2 separate regions of the Mus musculus genome follow, and region 1 is linked to region 2. The links are chromatin contacts, called in public HiChIP or PLAC-seq maps. All regions are on one chromosome and are shown on one strand. The core of a region is the stretch at or near the end of the contact, and the rest is flanking DNA. Distances in the headings are between cores, read along the strand shown.

Region 1 (3,801 bases), core at 689-3,188, 38 kb after region 2:
GGGAACTGTTTTCACCCTCACTCTGCAGAAAAGAAGCCCATAACCACAGGCAGGTGAAGTCATCTGCCCCCCCACCCCAACTCCCCATCAGTCAGCCACCCAAGATTCGAACCCAGGAGCTGAGCTACAGAACCAACCAGAACGCTTAGGCCTCTAGCCACCTCGCCTCCTTGACTATTCTGCCCCCTCCTCTACAATTAAAAAAGAAAAAGAGGCCACCCACGAAGTCCCCAGCAGTGGCCTGAGATGCACCCCCTACACGCGCCTGGCCTCAGAGCCCCTTTCATCAAAGCAGCCGCAGGGACCAGCGCTGGAATCAAAAGGGCAAAGCCAAGGCCACCCTAACACTGCCCACAGGGCCCCCCCAGGGATCCTATGCCTTCCACTCCTACCTCCCCTCTCACACATCCCTCCACAAAATCTGCAAAGAGGGAGGAAAAAAAGCCGTAATCGTAATAAAACCAGTTCTCACCAACAGGGGGGAGGAGAAGGAGAGGAAGGGAGGAGGCTGAGAACGAACGGATCCGCCCCCGCTGCCTGCACCAGACTCTCGGGGAGGGCGCGCGCGCACGCCGCCGGATGGACCTAGCTGTGCGAATAAAGCTACAATGTAAAGATTATTCAGCCGCCGCTGCTGGGCGCCTCCAGCTCTAGAGGCCCGAGGGACCGCCTGTCTGGACGCCCGCCCGGCTCTCCTCCCTCAAGGTCGGGAGGGGAGGCCGCTTCCCACGCGCGTCTGGGGGTGCTGGGGCTCCCGGCTGCCCCGCTAGGCTCGGATCTGCAACTTCCCAAACTAGTGGCATCCGAAGTATCCGCACGGCCAGGGGGAGGGTACAGGAGGCGGCGCCGCGTCACCGGAGGGGGGGCGCGGCCGCCCACGGGGTCCTTGGGTCCCCAGAATGCGCCACCCCCGAGGGTCTCAGATCCTGGCCTGTGCCACCCCAGAGTCGCCGGGGGAAGCGGCCGGGAGGGGGTCCCAAGTCCTAGAGCTGCGCCACCCACCCCTGAGAATCCCGGTTCTCAGGCTGCGCCACAACAGAGGGTCCATGAGTCCTGGCCCTCTCCAAAACAAGAGTACATCAGTCAATCCTCAGGCTGCGCCACCCTGCTGCAAGATCCCCGGGGCCTGGCCTTCAAAACATACCACAGGGTAGCCGGGTCCTGGCCTAAACTGCAAGCAGAGCTCTCGGGTCCTGACCTGAATCTCCCTGCAGGGTTCCCGGGTCTTAGCTCGTGCCATCTCAGAAGGTCCCCGGGTCCTGGCTTCTACCACCCTAAAGAGTCTCCAGGTCCGGGGCTACTTTATCCCAGAGGATCCCTGGTCCCGGCCTGTGATTCCCTGCAGGGCTACCAGTCCTCAGGTTGTGCCACCCTACATGGTCCCCAGGTCTTCAGGCTGCGCCACCCAGGAGGTACCCGGTTCCTGGCCTGGAGGGTCCCCGGTTCTCGGCCTGTTCCATCCCGCAAGGTCCCCGATTCTCGGCCTGCTCCACCCCGCAGGTCCCTAAGTCTTGGCCTGTTCCATCCTTCAGGGTCCCGGGTGCCAGGGTCGCGGCCTGCACCGCCCTGCAAGGTCCCGAGAGTTCCCGAAGTTCCCGCGCCCCCGCGCGCTCCCTGCCGCGCCGCCCGTCCCCTCGGGGGCGCCAACTCCGCCGCGTGCGCCGCCCCGGCCCGGAAGCCACCCGCTCCCCGCCGCCCTCCGCGCACTCGGCCCGACTCACCTCGCCGGCGGCGGCACCGGGCGCTGGCGCCGGGCTACGGCGCCGATCGGGCTCGAGGATGCGGCGGGTCCGGGCTGAGAGCCTGCGGTCTCCGCCCGCCGCGCTACGACGCGGGGCCCGGACGCGCGGGCCGCTGCGGGGCGCGCATGGCGGGCGCGGGCGGCTGGCGCGGGGACGGGGATGCGGCCCGGCCTGCGCTGCCCGCGGCTCCGCTCCTGGCGGCGAGGGGCGGGGCGAGGGGCGGGGCCTTGTGGAAGCCCGCCCCTGCCGCCTTAAAGGGCCCGCATGCACGCCTTCCAGGCCTACGCACCCCGCCGCCGTGCGCGCACCCCGAGCTGCGTTTTTTTTTTTTTTTTTTTTTTTTTTTTTGCCCGAAGAAGGCGGAGCAAATACCTCCTCGCCCCCTCCTCCTCCGCGAACCCCAGAGACTTCACGGGAATCGCGTTTCAGCTATTAAATTATAACTCAGGAGTGTCCAGGGGATGCGGAGACGACGCCCCGGGAGGGCCACCCACGGAGCCCTCAGAGTCGCACGCAGATGCTCAGCGACGCGCTGGGCCTCGCCTGGGAGATTGGGGAAAGGCTCTGCGGACCACAACCAATGACGAGCTGGTTCAGGGACTGCAATATGAGATCCTGGAGAGGCCCACGCGAGTCGCGCTACGCAGCCCTGTCACCCGGGCCCCCTGATATCTAAAATGAACAGCCATAGGGAATTTTCCAGGACACGTGCCTAGGCTACGTTCTGAGCCCATGGTCCAGTCTTGGACACCCAATCAGGACCACTCAACCCCAGTAGGAGCTTGCCCACTAGCAGTAGAGCTCATTCACATGCCCCATAGTGGGCCCTCTCTGCCTTAGATCTTTAACAGCAGCCAAGCAAGGGAACCCAGCCCTGCAGCCGCCGCCTCCCTCCTCTTCTGCTTTCCCTAGACGCGTTGGAGAGTTTGATTTTTTTTTTTAATTTAACTTTCCTTTTTTGGAGTGAAGTCTCAGCAGATTCGGTTCTGCCAACAAGAGAACCCCTAGGGAGGGGGGGCGGTATGGCTGCGGCGGGAGTGCGGTTGCCAGGGCAAGGGCCTCTTCCTCAGGGGTACTGGGGTTCCTGCACCCATGCCGCCGGTTCCCTCTCCCCACCCCTGAGCTTTTGAGTCCGGGTGTGGGGCAGATAGTGGAGGGGGAACCGAGTCCAAGAGTGGGAAAAAAAAAAAAAAAAAGGAAGTGTACGAGGGGGCGGGTGCCCTTTGGAACTGGAGTCAGAGGTCAGGGGCACACACCCATGGCGTTGCACCCACTCTTCGGCTGCCCGGCTGGCAATGTGAGGGCTCAAAACCAGACCTGCAGAAGGCCGGCTAGATAGTCCTACGGGAGGGAAGAGACAAGGCTAGCCTCTCTCTCCAGCCTGCCTACTGGTCCCCTGGAGTCATCTAGGGACACTCCCTCATTTGCATAGGTTCAGATTTCTCTCTTATGGAGAAAGAGTTGGGGTGTCTTCTGACTCCCCGGCTTTTGCCAACCTCAGTCACTGGTGGCGGGGGGGGGGGGGGGGGGGGGGGGGCAGCCGCCATCGGGTATGCTATGCTTTCAGACAAAGACCAGGGTCACATGGAAGCCTTGGCAGCTTCTCCACCCAAGTCTCTATAAGGCAAAGCCACTGAGGCCAGAGGAAAGTATTGCACTAAAGAAGACTGGCTGGCTGGCTTCTTTCTCAGTTTCCTGCTATAAACTGTGCAGCCCTGTCCTCCTGAGCCACAGGAAAGGACAGACACTCCCCACAGTGACCCTGGAGCTTCATCCCAAAGTGGTGGCGGGAGTCCAGTGTCGATTCCACATGACCCAAGAGTAGACCTAGACCCGAGAAATAACCTGCCCTGCCCAAATCCCCCGGCCACAAATTTCTAATGGGTGCTCCCTCACAGGCTGTAGACAGACTGGCAGCAAGAAACATCAGCTAAGCTGGACCTACACTATCCTCACACACTGGTACCTCAAGAGTTACTTCCCTCATAACACACCACACCTTGTTTGCTACTGGGCTCTTGGGGGTAAGGAGTCTTGGAGATCTAAGGACAGCTGATAG
Region 2 (3,987 bases), core at 1,185-3,684:
TGCAGGTGACTACTGCACACACGCTCCACAAGGTGCTGACCCCTCACCCCATCCTACAGATGAAGATATGGAGCTCTAGGAGCTGAGTCAAATCACCCAGCCTACAAGGCACCTCAAGTCACAAACTCAGAACAGCCGCCTTGGGAACCACGGTCCTTCCTCCGCACTTATTTCAAGGTACATGGAAACTTGTGAAGCTGCCCTTGGGGATGCCACTGCGAGTCCCACGACCCTGTGTGCCCTTCAGAGGTGTTCCCAGTGCCATGCACTTGAATCATCAAGAGCTCTGTTTCTCAAGATCAGAGCCAGAGAAAGGACACTGACCCCACCAGCCGTAGTCACACCGTCAAATACTTGCTGTGAACATGAGCGTGTATGCATATACATGTGCATGCATCCAAGCATGGACATGCGCACATGTAGGTTCAATGACCTCAGCTGCCACAGCTTCTCCATCCCACACCCAACCTTGCTCTGGCTTCCATGCAGGCTTCTCAGTAGCAGGGACATCACCCAAACTCCCCATGGGACAGAGGCAGCCTCTACCCAGCCAACACCCTCCAAGCAGACACAAGAACAGTAGGGGCATGTACAGGCCCCAACTCCCAGGACGACTGGCGGTGGGCAGCTAGCATGGTGGCCTAGACGAGAAAAAGGAGCTGTCAGATGGCTGCTGCTGGCCAGACACGAGGGGCTCTGCGCCAGCAGAAGCAGCACTTGGTGTGTCACTTACAAACACAGAAGCATCGCCACCTTCAGCAGAACACAGGACCTCCCAGCCTGGCCCAACCCCCAAGCCACGCTGGGCAGTATCAAGGACCCATGCACGCTCGGGGGAAATGGGACAATGGGCTTGCAAGGGAGGCCAGGTGAAGGCCTGCACCAGCCCAGGATTCGAGTCCCTGCAAAGCAAGGGGGTCCGGGAAGATTACATATGGAGTCTACCCCTGAACACCACCCAGCACTGTAGCCCCTGGGGCTCCCATTGCTCCCTCAAGGCACACCTGGATGCTGGGGAGTTCCAGGGCTTGACTAAGGTGGTATGTCCTACGAGGCTCGGGCTATGCCTTGAACTTCCATCTGACCCCCCCCCCCAACTCCATGAACACTGTTTCTTCAAGATGGCACGTACCCACCATTGGCCCAGGTAAGCCTGCTGTTGTCACTGTCATCCTCACCAGAAACCACAACCCTAGTCAGTACCACAAACCCACCCTGTGCCAGAGAACTGTGTCATCGGGTCCTTTAGACAACATGACTTGCTACATGCCCACTTGCCAGATGGGAAGACTGAGACTCCAAAACAGGAAGTGGCTTGCCAGAGTCATTTAACTTGAGTCCTGCCCCAGAGCCTACTCTTCCGCTATTCCTCCTCCTATTACCTCTACTCCCATGGGGATCCGTCACTCCTTTCTACACTTAGGGAAATAAGAGTAAGAGTTAAGGGGCACACTGAAAGCTACAGAATTGGAAACGGGACTGGATGTACAACTAGGGTCTGAGGCAAATGAGCTGTGCCTTCTGGAGCCCCCACAATAGCCTGAGCTTGGGGATCCTTGGAAGCTACATCCCAGCTGCAACCCCCCACCCCCAGGCCTGGAGAAGCCCATCCTCTGCCCTGGGCTTGCTGCCGCAGGCGGCTGCTGTGAGCTTCCGAAGCCTTTCCAACTTTCCAATGTTTACCCCTCGCGCGCTGCCAAGGCCCTGGGCAAGCCTGGGCCGGTGGCCCTCATTTCAAACCAGACAGGGCGCTGAGCCAAGCTCCACTTCAGCGGGGGAGGCAGGCTGGGCCCACAATGCCTGCACCTGGCTCCCCCCCAGCCCAAGCTCCCAAGTCCCCACGCTCTGATCCCGTCACCCCACGGCCCGACCTACACTGTCCTACTATCCCACCAAGCACTGGGTAGGCATGCTCAAGGCAAGCACAATGTCTGTACCATACATCCCCTCCCAGGGCCACCAGCCAGCACCCAGTGCCTCACGTCTTCCGGATATCAACAACTTTTCCCGATAAGATAACCTACTGTCCCATGCACAGGACCCTGAGACACATCCTGTCTCGGGCCTCTCCAGCCACCCCAGCTGGCTGACGGGGGCCGGCAGGAACCAGGGCCACCATACCTCAGACGGGGCTGGGGCAATTCCAGGGGTCCTCAGGCAGTGTCCTTTGCCCACATCCTGCAAATCATAGCCCTCTGGTCTGTGGCACCATCCCTAGGGTCTGGGGATGTGGGCACCCCCAGCCAGGCAACTTCTCTTACCAGTGCATGGCCAGCAACAGCCTGAGTGGGCTCCACACAACTTGCAGGAACTGCCCCACGCGGCAAGCGAGGGCCGGCAGTGAGCCAGCCCTGGTCAGCATGCCCTGTATCCGAGGCCCGACCCACAGGCGTCTAGGGGCCAGCCCTTGGCCAGCGACAGGGCCATCCTCCCTCCAGACCAAGCGGGCAAGGGGCGGCCCCACACAGCAGCCGCACCCCTTCCCGCGAGACTTGGGCTCCCACCCCGACTGGGGAGGCCCTGGTGGGGACCAGCAGCCTGCTAGGCCGCAGGCTTCTGTCCTAATGTCCCCCAAAATCAGGGCACCAGAGGCGTGTCAGGGATACCCTGCGGGGTGGTGTGACCCACTGTGGGCCACCACCAAGACTCAGGCCCAGCTCTGCGTCCGCCACCCAGGCCTATAAACACGGAATTACATAAGTCCACTCTTGTTCCAGAGCCAAAAGTACCGAGCTGCTAGCAGCCTTGGCAGTCGGGACTAATTCCTCATCGCCATGGTAACCCTGGCGGGCTTCCAGCCACTGGGGCTCAACACTGCGAGGCCTTTTTATAGCTTTTGAGAAGCCCTCTCCCTCCTTGCTGCTGGCAGAGGGACCTGGGCCAGCCACGGCCCCTCCTTTAACCATTTCCTCCCAGCCAGCCAGCCCTGGCGTCCTCCAGTCCTGCAGGGCCAGATGGCCAGAGGAAAATGCTCCCGTCCGTCCCGACCTTCCGATCCTAACTAAAGGAAACCGGGCCTGGGGCTCAGGGCTCAGGTCATCTTGGTGACAGGCCCACAAAAAGGCAGAGCTGAACGCACACAGAGGCCAGAAGAGATGGCCAGATGCTTGGGCAGGCGTCAGCACTGGCTGTGACTTGCTGGGTGACTCACATCCAGCCCAACCTCCTCTGGGTGTGGGCTGTGCATCTTTCTCAAAGCAGGCTGGCTCTGCAGCTGTGGGGCTTTGGGCCACAGCCCTGAGGTGTTGGGGCAGTGGTCTCCCTGATGCTGCAGTCTCTTAATACAGTCCCTCATGTTATGGTGAACCCCCAACCATAAAATTATTTTTGTTGCTACTTCATAACTGTAATTTTGCTGCTGTTACACATCATAACATAAATATCTGTGTTTTCCCACGGTCTTGGGCGACCCCTGTGGAAAGGTTTGTACCCACATGTTGAGAACCACTCTGTTAGGGTCTCAAATGGCTTCCACTTCAGTACCCAGAAGTCAGGTCAACATGATGCAAGCTTTGCACCCCGCCCCCTAAGCAGGAAGCCCAGGCCATACACACAGCCAAATGTGGGGCCAGAATGGAAATAAGGAAGGTCTGGAAGATGGAAAGATGAGGCCAGGGAGGGGCCAAGAGGAGGAGAGGAAAAGGAGACAGGCCTCCAACAGGGGCTTCAATCACAGCCACAATCCCGTCATCAGGCTGAAGATGACCAGCAATGTTATGTCTGACAGCTCAACCACGACCATGCCAAGCAGGGTGCCCGGGGTAAAGCCATCCCTAGAGCACGACAGAAAGTGACACCCCACTTTCCACTGTGAGCCCAGGAGGAAGTTATGTGACCCAAAGGAAGCAGTCCTAGAAAAAAACTGCCCTGGGATTTGAACCAGGGTCGTGGCGGTACCCACAGTGCCACAACCAGCAAGAAGCCACCAGTCAAGGATAGAGAATCATCTCAGCAGTTGAGAAAACTGGCTGTGCTTGCACGGGACCT

What was found. HiChIP or PLAC-seq counts read pairs in DNA pulled down with a chosen protein or histone mark.
Region 1: a contact with region 2 is called in an H3K27ac HiChIP or PLAC-seq map of embryonic fibroblasts, with 27 read pairs. The contact joins the promoter of Ncor2 here to the enhancer-like site in region 2. A contact is called at or near these places in 4 of 39 promoter capture datasets (the 3T3-L1 cell line, hippocampal neurons, liver and 1 more), 1 of 15 datasets of contacts at CTCF or cohesin (the NIH/3T3 cell line), 70 of 484 Hi-C or Micro-C datasets (the AML12 cell line, the C2C12 cell line, CD4 T cells and 38 more), 40 of 115 datasets of contacts at active chromatin or transcription factors (CD8 T cells, the HPC-7 cell line, the NIH/3T3 cell line and 30 more) and 3 of 9 other capture datasets (adipose tissue, liver and pancreatic islet).

What each region holds. Positions count from the first base shown.
Region 1 is chr5:125,177,276-125,181,076 of GRCm38.p6, forward strand. It overlaps Ncor2 (nuclear receptor co-repressor 2), which reads right to left and starts at 1,939. Exons shown (of 47, transcript NM_011424.3): 1 at 1,722-1,939.
Region 2 is chr5:125,138,572-125,142,558 of GRCm38.p6, forward strand. The region is part of intron 1 of Ncor2 (nuclear receptor co-repressor 2); the gene reads right to left. Among named protein-coding and RNA genes, the nearest start is that of Ncor2, 39 kb to the right of the region's middle. Within about 2 kb of position 2,435, at least 324 of the 459 cell types and tissues checked have an H3K27ac peak or open chromatin away from gene starts, as enhancers often do. A contact at or near this core is called in the AML12 cell line, the C2C12 cell line, CD8 T cells and 48 more, where this site is marked.